2 separate regions of the Sus scrofa genome follow, and region 1 is linked to region 2. The links are chromatin contacts, called in public HiChIP or PLAC-seq maps. All regions are on one chromosome and are shown on one strand. Each heading gives the region's core, a stretch centred on a gene start, on an enhancer-like site or on the middle of the called end of the contact. The rest is flanking DNA. Distances are from core to core; before and after follow the strand shown. Region 1 holds the start of CELSR3 (cadherin EGF LAG seven-pass G-type receptor 3). Region 2 holds the start of TREX1 (three-prime repair exonuclease 1).

Region 1 (6,250 bases), core at 3,100-5,599, 180 kb before region 2:
GGTCTTTCATGTTACTGTTGCAAAAATATTATAACTCACTGAAGGCTCAGATGATGGTTAGCTTTTTTAAGCAATAATGTTTCCATTTTCTCTTTTTCTTTTTGGCCACACCTGTGGCATATGGAAGTTCCCAGGCCAGGACATGCACCACAGTTGTGACCTGTACCACAGCCGTGGCAAACACCACATCCTTAACCCACAGTACCACATGGGAACTTCCAACAATAAAGGTTTGTTTTTTTTTTTTTTAAGTATAGTTGATTTACAGTGTTGTGCCAATTTCTGCTATGTAGCAAAGTGACTCAGTCATAAAAACATGGAACACTTCACAACTTTGCATGTCATCTTTGAGTAGCAGCCATGCTAATCTCTGTATCATTCCAATTTTAGCTGAAATGAGCACAATAAATAGCGTATTTTAATTACGTACTTTGTTTTTTAGGTATGCATTGCACACTTAATAAACTACAGTATAGTCTGACATAATTTTATATGCACTGGGAAACCAAAAGATTCATATAACTCCCTTTATTGTGATATTTGCTTTATTGCAGTGATCTGGAAACAAACCCACAATATCTCCGAGGTATGCCTGTACTGAATCTTCCAATCTTTGAACAGAGTTTTTCACTCCATTTATGTCTTTCTCTCAACGTTTTCTTTTTACAGTTTTTGTTTTGTTTTGTTTTGTTTTTTAGCCATGCTCTCAGCATGTGGAAGTTCTCAGGACAGGGATCAAAGCTGTACCATAGTAGTGACCCAAGCTGCCACAGTGACAATACTGAATCTTTTGTTGTTGTTGTTTGGTTTTTGGTTTTTAGGGCTGCACCTGTGGCATATGGAAGAGTTCCTGGGCTTGGGGGCTGAATTGGAGCTGCAGCTGCTAGCCTGTGCCACAACAATGCAGATCCTTAACTCACTGAGCAAGGCCAGGGATGGAACCCACATCCCCATGGATACTAGTCTGGTTCTTAACCTGCTGAGCCCACAATGGAACTCCTTTTTCTGTCTTTTTTTTTCTGGATCCTTAACCCACTGCACCACAAGAGAACTCCTCCCCATATTTACTGAGATTTAATTGACATATATAGTACTATACAAGTTTAAGGTATATAGCTTAATGATTTGACTTACATCATGAAATTATTATCACAATATTGAGTGTCAATAATGTTTTTTTTGTGTGTGTGAGTGTGACTGTGAAGAGTCAAAGCACATCTTTCATTATATTTATTCCTGGCATTTTATATTACATGATGCTATGGTAAAAAGCATCATGAAAATTCTTTTCTTTCTTTTTTTTTTGTTTTTTTTTTTTGTCCTTTTAGGGCCGCACCCGTGGCATATGGAGGTTCCCAGGCTAGGGGTCTAATCGGAGCTACAACTGCCAGCCACAGCCACAGCAACGCCAGATCCGAGCCGTGTCTGCGACCTACACCACAGCTTACGGCAACACTGGATCTTTAACCCACTGAGCGGGGCCAGGGATCGAACCCACAACCTCATGGTTCCTAGTGGGATTCTTTTCTGCTGTGCCATAACAGGAACTCCAAAAATTATTTTCTAATTTGATATATAGATTACAACTTATTTTCGTGTATTGACCTGTTTCCAATTACTTTGCTAAACTCACTCTAAGAATTCATCTATATGAATTTATGCTCCTTTGGATTTTTTTACATACACATTCCTATTGCCTGTGAATGAGTTTTCTTTTTTTCCTGAATGTGAAATGTTTTCCTCTAGCAATGCTCTCCTGTTCCAGAAGCGAGGAATTCACAAGTAGTCTATTTTTTAATTTAAATTTTTTTGGAGTATAGTTGATTTACAATAAAAAGTCTATTTTAGGTGGGGTTAGAGTTTAGCCCAGTGAGTTCATCCAAGAAGAGCGGGGCAGGAAAGTTGTTACAGGACCAGTTAATGGTTAAAGTAATGAGCTGAGGAGGTGATAACAGATTGGAGGTCTTAGAACAAAGAACTATAGGCTAATTGAGCTAGATGGGCTGGCCAGGTCTTCTGGCATGCTCTTCCAGCAAGGTACTCCAGACTTGAGCAGAAGGAGGGGGCAAACACAGGGTAGAGAGAAAAAAGCATAAGAGAGGCTTAGATGTCCTAGAGGGCTGTAGAAAGAGGACTTGGAAAGGGAACTATACTTGGTTTTTATCTTTACAGGGAGCATTAGAAACTGCCACTGGGAGTGGGGCACCAAGATGAGTGCGGATAGGGAGGGGGAGGCTTTCCTGGAACAGCAGCCACAAAGAGGACAACAGTGGAGGCAGAGCAGCAGGGAGCAATACCTAGAGCCATCTGCAGTCGACAGGGGCATCAAGGAGAGCTCTAGGTCTTGCTCTCCAAAAGGAGCATCAGTTGAGGGCAGTGCTAGTGCTAGTGGAGAAAGCAGGGCTTAACTTCCCTCTGCCACGGTCACCTTATGTCTTTGTATATTTGCCTACACAGCCTCCAAGACCTAGGATGGCTCCTCCTCCTTTTGGTTATTCAAACCTCAGCTCAGGCATCTAATGTAGAGAGCTTTCCCAGATTGCTACGTTGACTCAGGTGCTTCCTCTGGGACCCCAGCATCCCTCTCTCTAGCACTCCACCTATCTCCTTCCTTCGTTGGTGTAAAGTTTTCTGTCCTTCACTAGCTAGATTGTAGACCTGGAAGGTGGATGTACGTTCAAAACCAAGTTTTTGGCCTACCTACTCCAACCCCTGCACCAAATGGGCGCCCGTCCGAGTCCCGCCTTCAGCGCCTCTGCAGATGCTCCACCCTCACGCCCACAGGAACCCAGACAGTAAATCCGGCTCTGACCTTAACGAAGTTCTCGGATTCACAAACATGGGTGGGCACCACTATGGCCCACTCACCCGGATCTCCATAGTCACGTGAAGCGCTGGGAGGAGGAACCCCGCCTCCCGGAAGCGAAGTCAATGGAGGGCCTAAGAATGCACCATATGATTGGTTGGTGGTGATGTCATAGGTACTGCTTGGGGCGGACCAGAGGCCTTAGCCAAGGAGTTTTCTGCTGATTCCAAGCAGGAGCCGCGCCCCTTGGTGCCTTCTGGGCTCCAGCCCTAAAGCCCTCCCCCGTCCAGGCACGCCCGCTCTCTCCGCCCGTGTCGCCGCGACCCATGGTCGCTGCTGCCTTTTCAGGCTGGTCGGTATAAACCTCCTGGATTATCTCTGGGCTATTCTGGAACCCGGGGAGTCTCTTCCCGCCCAGACAATGAGTTCGCCATGGGGGCGGAGCCACCCATTGTGCCAATAGAAACAGTGGCTTTCTGATTGGAACGCTCTGCGTTCACCCCCTCCTTCTGCAGCCGTTCGCCTTCTGTGACGTACATTGCACCGCGTCTGTCCATTGGCTAGCCTGGCCCGACCTGCGCCCAGACTTGCACAGCGCGGGCAGAATTTAGCTCGCTTTCGTCTCTTCAAGGGGTTAAGGGACACAGTCATAGAGGGCGAGGGGCGGGGACCCGAGGAAGCCAGGTTAGCAGCCATAAAGCAATGCTGTGTTCCACGTGGCATTTCAGAGCGCTCCAGACTAGGGACCTGGAGAGGCAGGTGTAGCTTCCAAGAGCCTACAGCCCGGAAAACTGCTGCGGGCCAGCAAGGCAGGAAAGTTTGGCCTCTGCTCCTACTTTGCTCCTTTGTGGTGCTGCAAACAAGCAGATGGTGCCAGTATGTTTCATGAGTTAAAACTTGCTGATCGAACAGCTAAGGCTATTGTTCGGACTGCTGGCACCCTAGGCCCAGTCCAACTATCGTCCCCCTCACACTCCCCCCAACTGCAGGATTCCACGTGGTATCATCCCCGCCCCAGAGTCCTGAGAACGCTCTCTCTCTGCACGTCCTGGGCACCAAATTTTCATACCAAAATCCGGGACAGAGTTCAGAACTAGTGCTCCTGAATGGGGGACAAGAAATCCGCAAGCAGAAGCTAGAAGACGGAGCTTGGACAGCACCTTGGAGGGAGGGAGACGGGTGTGGGCGGTGTCTACAAGGAAGAGAGTAGAACGAGGGGCTGTGCATCTCTGCGTGCGGTTCAGCACCGTGGGCAGCACTCAGACTCCGCCCTCAATAAAGATGGCGGCAACAACTTCGTTATCCAGAGCTGCCATGCGCGACGGCCTGTACCACCGGATTTGGGGCTTCGGGGCGGAGGTGGAACGAACCATCGAAGGGGCCGGGAGCCATGTTGGAGCGGCGGGAGGCGGCAGCAGCGTCGGGGATGCTGTGGTGGGGGCGGCAAAAGCCGGCGCCGCAAGCCAAAGAGGCTCTGGCCGCGGAGTAGATGGTGCCCAGAGGGTGGCGGTGGCGCGGAACGACAAGCCGAGAGGCGGGAGACCAGGGCGGCGGCAGGGGCCCGGGTAGGGGCCAGAGCAGTGAGGCGGGCCCAAGGCCTGGACCCGGGCGGGAGACGGCGGAGGCCTTGTTGGGAAGCGGGGGTGATGGCGAGGCGGCAGCCGTGGTGGGGTCTCTGGGGGCCGATGACCCCGCTACTTCTGTTCCTTCTCCTCCTCTCTTTGTTCCCTCTTAGCCGGGAGGAGCTGGGGGGCGACGGGGGCCAAGACTGGGGCCCTGGGGTAGCTGCCGCTACGGGGCCAGGGGCGCGGATCGGTGGCGGAGCCTTAGCTCTTTGTCCCGAGCCTCCCGGGGTCCGAGAGGATGGAAAGCCTGGCCTAGGAGTCAAGGAACCTGTCTTCGTGGGGCTCCAAGGGGGAAGGCAAAGCACCCAAAACGGTCGAGGGCCCCCTGAGGAGCCGAGGCTGGTAGCAGAATTCGGGGTCCAGGCAGTTGGCAGCCGCGGGCGGGAGACTGGACAAGGACCAGGGTCCCTGTTATGCTGGCGCCCAGAGGTCTCCTCTTGCAGGCGGACAGGGCCCTTGCAAAGAGATAGCCTGTCGCCAGAAGCTCTGTCCCCAGGGGTCCCGGGCCCGGAAAACAGCTCTCCTTTCCCTTCGGACTTTCTGGTTCGGACCCGTGGTTCCCAGCCGGTATTCTCCCAGAGGAATACTGGGAGAGGCGCCCTCAAAAAAGTGGGAACCACGCGCTGCTGTGGGGAATTGTGGGCGCCGGGACGCAGAGGTCAGAGCGAGAGAACCGCGACATCCCGACCGGACCGCCCTCCTGGGGCTGTGGGATCTAGTCCCGTGCTGGATTCAGCACCTCGCACGGGGAGGACAGCTCTCGCGTCCGGTTCAGCACCGCGCGTGTCCCGGACAGCTCCCGAGCCAATGCCAGAGCGCATGCGCTCCCGAGGTCTCTTCCGCCGCCGCTTCCTCCCGCAGCGCCCCGGGCCGCGCCCCCCTGGGGTCCCGGCAGGGCCTGGAGCGTGGAGAATACCCTCAGCTGGCAGAGTCCGCCCCCGTCGCGCCGCGAACCACCACCCGCAGTTTCCGCAGTACAACTACCAGGCGCTAGTGCCCGAGAATGAGGCAGCAGGTACAGCGGTTCTACGCGTTGTGGCGCAGGACCCGGACGCAGGCGAGGCCGGGCGCCTGGTCTACTCGCTGGCTGCGCTCATGAACAGCCGCTCTCTGGAGCTGTTCAGCATCGACCCGCAGAGCGGCCTCATCCGCACAGAGGCCGCTCTGGATCGCGAAAGTATGGATCGACACTACCTGCGCGTGACAGCCCAGGATCACGGTTCGCCCCGCCTCTCGGCCACCACCATGGTGGCCGTTACAGTGACCGACCGCAACGACCACGCGCCGGTATTTGAGCAGGCGCAATACCGGGAGACGCTTCGTGAGAATGTGGAGGAGGGCTACCCCATCCTTCAGTTGCGTGCCACAGACGGTGACGCGCCCCCCAACGCCAACCTGCGTTACCGCTTCGTGGGGCCCCCGGCTGCGCGCGCTGCAGCCGCTGCCGCCTTCGAAATTGATCCTCGCTCGGGCCTCATCAGCACCAGTGGTCGCGTGGACCGAGAGCATATGGAAAGCTACGAGCTGGTGGTAGAGGCTAGCGACCAGGGCCAAGAGCCTGGGCCGCGGTCAGCCACCGTGCGTGTGCACATAACCGTGCTGGACGAGAACGACAACGCGCCCCAGTTTAGCGAGAAGCGCTACGTGGCACAGGTGCGCGAGGATGTGCGGCCCCATACGGTGGTCCTACGAGTCACGGCCACTGACCGAGACAAGGATGCCAATGGACTGGTGCACTACAACATCATCAGTGGCAACAGCCGCGGCCACTTTGCCATCGACAGCCTCACAGGTGAGATCCAGGTGGTGGCACCTCTGG
Region 2 (6,252 bases), core at 2,063-4,562:
TTTGTACCTGTTCGTGTGTTTTTGAGAATCTAGAGTCTGCACCCTTGTTTATAATAAATGCAAGTATTTGGATCTGCTGTCCCCCTGTTTTGTGGCCTTGGCTGCTGGGATTGTGTATTAGGCCAGGTACCAACCATTTCCATCCAATATTTGGAGTTCATTTCCCTCACTTTTATTGGGCTCAGACGTCTCATCATCCTGCTATGAAGGGTGATAACAAGGACTGCCACTTTCTGTGTCCTGGCCCCAGGTCTCTGAGTGTGGGCAGAAGTGCAGGAGGCTCTAAGGCTGCCACGGAGCATAGAGGTGAGTGATCACTCAGCGCTGTGAGAGGGTCTTTATTAGTCAGCCCTTCCTTGGCCTAATGCCCAGGTATGGCTATGGACAGCCCATACAGTGTGGCTACTGCCAAGGTCAGGAAGGCCAGCAGGCCCAGTGGGGCCAGCAGTCCCTCCCTGGGTGGGGTTCCAGGGCTCTTCATTGGAGAAAGGGGCTTGGGGCTTCTGTCCCCACCAAGGTTGGGGCTGGTGTTCCTGGCTTTGGCCAGGAGTACAGTGGCCTTGGCAGCAGATGGCCTTGGGTTGGTTCCAGTAGAGGCTGTGACCACGTACATCGGCTTGACGGTGCTGAAAGGCCTGGCATGAACATCTACCCACCGTAGCAAGGCCCGTGGCCTCCACTGACAGATGCTGAGCAGGGCTAGGACATCACCCTCAGCCGTGTGTGAGTCTGGTGGAGCCTGGCCATACAGGCGTGTATAGATGCTGCCCAGACTGTAGCTCTTCCTTGGGCCGTGCTCCGAGGAGCCGTCAGCTTGCTCCAGGGCCTTCAAGGCTGCAATACTATCCACACAGAAGGTGTCATCCAAAGCACTGGCAAGGCCCAGCATGGCCAGCTCTGCCTGGAGCAGGGGGAAGTCGTAGCGGTCACCGTTGTGTGCCACGAGGCACGAGGGCTGTGGCTGGCGCTGCAGGAAGGCTCGGAGGAGATTGGCCAGGTTGGCATCGAAGTACTGACGCCCATGTGCAGCCAGTACAGCTGTGCTCAGGCCAGTGATCTCGCTGGCTGCAGGGCTGCAGGCCTTCCCTGGAGCCACGCACAGGGAGAGCTTGTCCAGCACCCGAGGTGGCGGTGGCACCGTGGGAGAAGGCCCCTGTGGGATGGGAAGGCTCTCCAGGGCACATCTATGGACAGCTAGCAGGCATAGCTCCGTGACCTTGGGCTGGGAGAAGGGCAGGCCAGTGGCCTCCAGGTCCAAGAAGATGAGGGTCTGCACGGGAGCCTGGGGCAGGGCCTGCGAGCCCATGGTAGGTATCTGGCGCTGAGCCTGGGGAGGAGCATGGGGTGGGGGTGGGGAGGGTGAGTGCCCAGTGATAAGAGGAAAGGAGGGTAGGGGGTGGGTGGGCAGGAAGCCAGAGAAGGTGCGGTGGCTTCCTTTGTGGGATCAGCATACTCAGCTATCTGATCAGGGGAAGGTTTGGCTCCTCCCCTAGAACCCACTTAGCCTGGTGTGTGTGGGGGAGCAGGTACCCACAGCCCTCCCACCCTACCCCATCCCCTTGGGGGTCCTCACCGAACAGCAGGCAGGCAGCAATGACTCAGGGTGAATGCTCTCTGGCTGGTTCTTGCTGCTGGCAGCAGTGGCGGGAAGTGAAACTGGGCCTGAGCCCGCCCAGGAGCTGGTGTGAGCAAAGCCCGCCCCTGCTCGTCAGCCTGCTGGGCTGTCCCTCTTGCCAACACCCGTTCCCTCCCCAGGCACCCACAGTACTGCCTCAAAGGCCTTCTCAGATCTCTGTCTGGCACAGTGCACCAGGACCCCTGGACAGCAGGGGACAGGGCTATCCGGGAAGGCGAGCTCCAGGACTCAAGCCTGCCGGGAGCCCCTGCCATGGCGTTTGTACCCACCCCTTGGCCCCACTTTCCCAGGCCTCCCTGGTTTAGGCCTGGGCTGAAGGGCTGCCTCCTTCTCTGCCACACAATGGTTTCTAACCATGGCCTCAGCCCAATGCGATGACTCAGGGCAATTCCACAGGCAGGGCAGAGCAGGGCTGCTTCCTCAGAGCAGATTCATCACCAAGGGGCTGGATCTCAGCTCCCTCCAGGGACAGTAAGAAGGATCCCAGTTTCCTTGGATCCCGCTCCTACTCTGTCCCTCCCAATCAGCTGACACACATCAGACTCAGGAAACAAAGGCTGGTATGTTCTCAAACAGCCAGTCACTGCTTTTAATCAGTGGATGAGGTAAGGAAATGAGTGGCGCTGGTGCCACCATGTGGCTCGATGTTCACCCGGCCTCAGCCACAGTCCATCTCAGGGTCGTCCACATCGGGCTCTGTGGCGCAGAGGTCATCCAGGGCTGCCTCTGAGCCAAAAGAGAAGAAGGTTCTGTGGCCAAGGCCTAAAGGCGCTGGGACTGCAGCAAGTCCACCTCTCCTCCCACACCCAGGCCCACAGGAACTAACCAGTCCCTTCCATGCCCAGGCCTTGCTCCCTCAGCTACTGCAAGCAAAGTGATACAAAGGCAATTCAGACAGGGATGTTTCTGGAAAAACCGTGGTTCTGCCAGGCTGATTCAACAGATAGGAGCAAAAGGCAGGCTGATAATACTCAGAGAAGAACCGGAGCAGGAAGACAAGAATGGCCCCAGTGCTGGCAAAGGCCGTGAGCACGGAGGGCTGCTGACCTAAGGTGGGGAGGGCTGACCTGCCCATAGACTCCAGGGCAAACCCCAAACGTGGGCTGGGCAGGGAGGGGCCGTCTTGCCGGCTCACCTTCACAGTCTGTCACGTCAGGAAGCCCTCGAATCAGCAAGCTGACCCCTGGCATCACCTGGTCGTACTGATGCAGGACCTCCACGCAGTGCACAGTGAAGAGCTTGTCCTTCTGGGACAGGCTGTGCAGCAGCAGCACTGTGTCCCGCAGACACCGCACTGTCCGCTTCTGCTGGTCAGTCCTCGGGAGCGCCCCCGCCCTCTGCACCGTCAGCCACTGTCTGTGCAGCATCACGGTGAGTGCTCTGACCACCTGGGACAGGGGCAGGCTGAGGTCAGGCCTTCTGGTCGCTGTGCCCTAACAACCTGCTCAGCTGGGCAGCCCCTTTCCTTGCCCCCCAGGTGAGGAAGGTTCTGAGCGGTGCTCTAATCCTGGGGAAGAGCACAGATCCTTGCGCGGGGCCCCCTCACCCACCAACAGAGCCAACCGCTGTTGCCCCTGCTTGTCCCTGGCACTCACCTCCACGTTGCACTGACAGCTGGAGCCGGTAACTGGGGAAGAGGGGCTCTGGACACCAAGCTTAGCCAGGAGCCACACGGCCTAGAACAGGAAGAGATTCTGTTCCATCCATGGCAGAACAGGACCTTGGTCAGTGAGAGCTTTCTCAAGCTTCTCTAAGAGCTCCGGTTGTCTCAGCAACTGCTCCTCTGCACTAAGGATCCTAGAGGTGGTAGTATTGTGAGGCCTTCCCAGGAGAGGCTTGCCAACACCTGTGTCTCACCAGTGACCCACCTCGTTCCAGGCTACCTCCAGCCACCAGGCCCCCAAACCAGGGGAGCATCAGTTATCAGGCAACCCTGCTAAGTCCCAGGATCCCCAGAAGTCCGCCTGTACTGGATCTGTGTTGTATGGAGCTCCCCAAGTGAGTTTACCTTGTTAGTGGCTGAACTCATTACCAAAATGAATTAAAGCTCCCTTTGTTCCCAGAAGGAGGAAAAGTGGCTCTGGAGTGGGGTGGTGAGCAGGCCACAGAAGGGGCTCTAGTAGTTTTACCTCTTGTTCCAGCTGAAGCCACTGTGTCTCCGAGGCTGCTTTGTCAGGCCTTGACGTGATGTACATGTACAGGAGGAGGAGGAGGCAGCCTTCTGGAAAGGATGTCCCACCTGTCATTCAGGGTTCCCCTCCCTACCCAGCACCTGGGTACAAGCTGCAGAAGCCCTCAGGAGGCCCCTGACCTGTCCCTGCCACCACCCTTCACTGCAACTTGCAGGAGCAGCCTAGACGTACACCCCAGGCCTACTTTTACCTGAGTGGGAACAGAGCTGAGGGGCGAGCTTCTCATGGTCCGCCAGGAGGGACAGGAGCTCAACAGTCAGTAGCACACCAGGCAGGGGTGTCTCTGGGCGCAGGCACTGGGGCAGCACCCGGAACACGCACTGGAACCTGAAACGGGCCCAGAGAGATGTGACACCTCCGACCCACTCCCATAACTCACCCTCACTTTTTACTGGAGGTTAACAGGAACTTCCAAGAGGCCAGTGCAAAGAGAAAACTTGATTCAGAAAGATCTGGGTTCAAATGGCAGCCTACTTGCGGATACTCATTTTATGTGACCAAGTGGGTACCACCCTCCACTGCAGGACTGCTGTGGCTTGGAGATGACAGGTCCTTAGCTGACAGTGCTGTCCAGCATTTGTATTTCAGGATGCCTCCTTGGACCTGGGGTGCCTGGCCTCCATATTGCTCCTGGGAGGCTCTGCTCCCAAATAGGAGGCAGGTCTTAACTTGGGTGTGAGAGAAATGTCCTGGGATACCACCAAAGAATGAGCCAGGCTTCAGCAGTGATGGAGCCTTGGCTATGGCTGGATCTTATGAGGCTAGCCAACCCACCGCCTGGGAATGCAGCCCCACCCATTAGTAGACAGGCTGCCTAAAGACTTTCTGAGGAGTTCCCACTGTGGTGCAATGGGGTTGGTGGTGTCTCTCCAGTGCCAGGACACAGATTTGATCCCTGGCCCTGCACAGTGGGTTAAAGGATCCAGATTGCTGCAACTGCGGTATTGGTCACCACTGTTGCTCAGATCTGGTCCTTGGTCTGGGAACTTCGTATGCCTCAGGGTAGCCAAAAAAAAAAAAAAAAGACTTCCTGGGCCCACAGCCACCTCTAGACACACCCCTTGACAAAGCCCTGCCCCACCTGAGGGCCAAGACCCAGCTCCACCCATCAGGAGCTGCACTCCCATGGGGAAGCCTGCACAAGCCTCTAGATAAGCTTCACTCACCTGGAGGCAGACACTCTAAACAAGAAAATATGATCCTGCATCCTGCAGAACTGAGTCTGCAAACAGGTCAGAACCTACCCTGGGACTAGCTGGTCCCTGGCCCCTGGGTAACAAGAGGGGAGTGTACTGCTGGCATACAAAGGCAAGTACTGAAATTGAATCTGTGATTAAGAAACTCCCAGCAGGAGTTCCCTTTGTGGCTCAGCGGGTTAAGTACCCAACACAGTCTCTGTGAGGGTAGGGGTTTGAACCCTGGCCTCACTCATTTTGCTAAGGATCAGGCATTGCTGCAAGCTGTGTGTAGATTGCAGATGTGGCTTGCATCCGGTGTAGCTGTGGCTGTGGTGTAGGGTGGCAGCTGCAGCTCGCAACTCCAATTTGACCCCTAGCCCAGGAACTTCCAAATGCCACAGGTGTGGCCCTAAAAAGAAAAAAATATATATTTTAAAAAAGAAAAAAAACTCCCAACAAAAGTCCAGGACCAGATGGCTTTCACAGTGGATTCTATCAAACATTTAGAGAAGAGTTAACATGTACATCTTCTGAAACTATTCCAAAAAATTGTAGAGGAAGGAACACTTACAAATTCATTGTATGAGACCACCGTCACCCCAAGACCAAAACCAGACAAAAATACTACAAAAAAAGAAAATTATAGGCCAATATCATTGATGAACATCAATGCAAAAATCCTCAAACCTAATCCAACAATTCATTAAAAGGACCATACACTATAATCAAGTGGGATTTATCCTAGGGATGCAAGGATTCTTCAGTATCCATAAATCAATCAGTGTGATATACCACACTAACAAATTGAAGAATAAAAACCATACGGTCATCTCAACATGCAGCAAAAGCTTTTGACAAAACTCCACACCCATTTATGATAAAACCTCTCCAGAAAATGGGCAGAGCGGGAACCTACCTCAACATAATAAAGGCCATATATGACAAACCCATAACTAACAAACTCAATGGTGAAAAACTGAAAGCATTTCTTCTAAGATCAGGAACAAGACAAGGATGTTCACCCTCACACTTTTATTCAACATAATTTTGGAAGACCTAGTCATGGCAGTCACAGAGGAAAAAGAAAAGGAATCCAAATTGGAAAAGAAGTAAAACTGTCACTGTTTGCAGAGAACATGGTGCTATACATAGAAAATCCTAAAGATGCTTATAGAAAACTATTCAATCTCATCAATGAATTCAGTAAAGCTGTAGGATACAAAATTAATATACAGAAATCTGGTGC

Evidence for each region. HiChIP or PLAC-seq counts read pairs in DNA pulled down with a chosen protein or histone mark.
Region 1: an H3K27ac HiChIP or PLAC-seq map of alveolar macrophages shows a contact between it and region 2. The contact joins the promoter of CELSR3 here to the promoter of TREX1 in region 2. A contact is called at or near these places in 2 of 5 promoter capture datasets (fetal skeletal muscle and liver), 2 of 47 Hi-C or Micro-C datasets (embryonic fibroblasts and heart right ventricle) and 1 of 2 datasets of contacts at active chromatin or transcription factors (alveolar macrophages).

What each region holds. Positions count from the first base shown.
Region 1 is chr13:31,355,473-31,361,722 of Sscrofa11.1, reverse strand. CELSR3 (cadherin EGF LAG seven-pass G-type receptor 3) reads left to right here and starts at 4,349. Exons shown (of 36, transcript XM_021070639.1): 1 at 4,349-6,250. The coding sequence starts at 4,453.
Region 2 is chr13:31,174,664-31,180,915 of Sscrofa11.1, reverse strand. It overlaps TREX1 (three-prime repair exonuclease 1), which reads right to left and starts at 3,312. Exons shown (of 2, transcript XM_021070629.1): 1 at 3,232-3,312; 2 at 152-3,024. The coding sequence starts at 1,306. The coding sequence ends at 362. ATRIP (ATR-interacting protein) reads right to left here. Exons shown (of 13, transcript XM_005669525.3): 9 at 4,019-4,155; 10 at 3,766-3,857; 11 at 3,232-3,312; 12 at 2,772-3,024; 13 at 2,200-2,362. The coding sequence ends at 2,295. SHISA5 (protein shisa-5) reads left to right here. Exons shown (of 6, transcript XM_021070633.1): 6 at 1-72.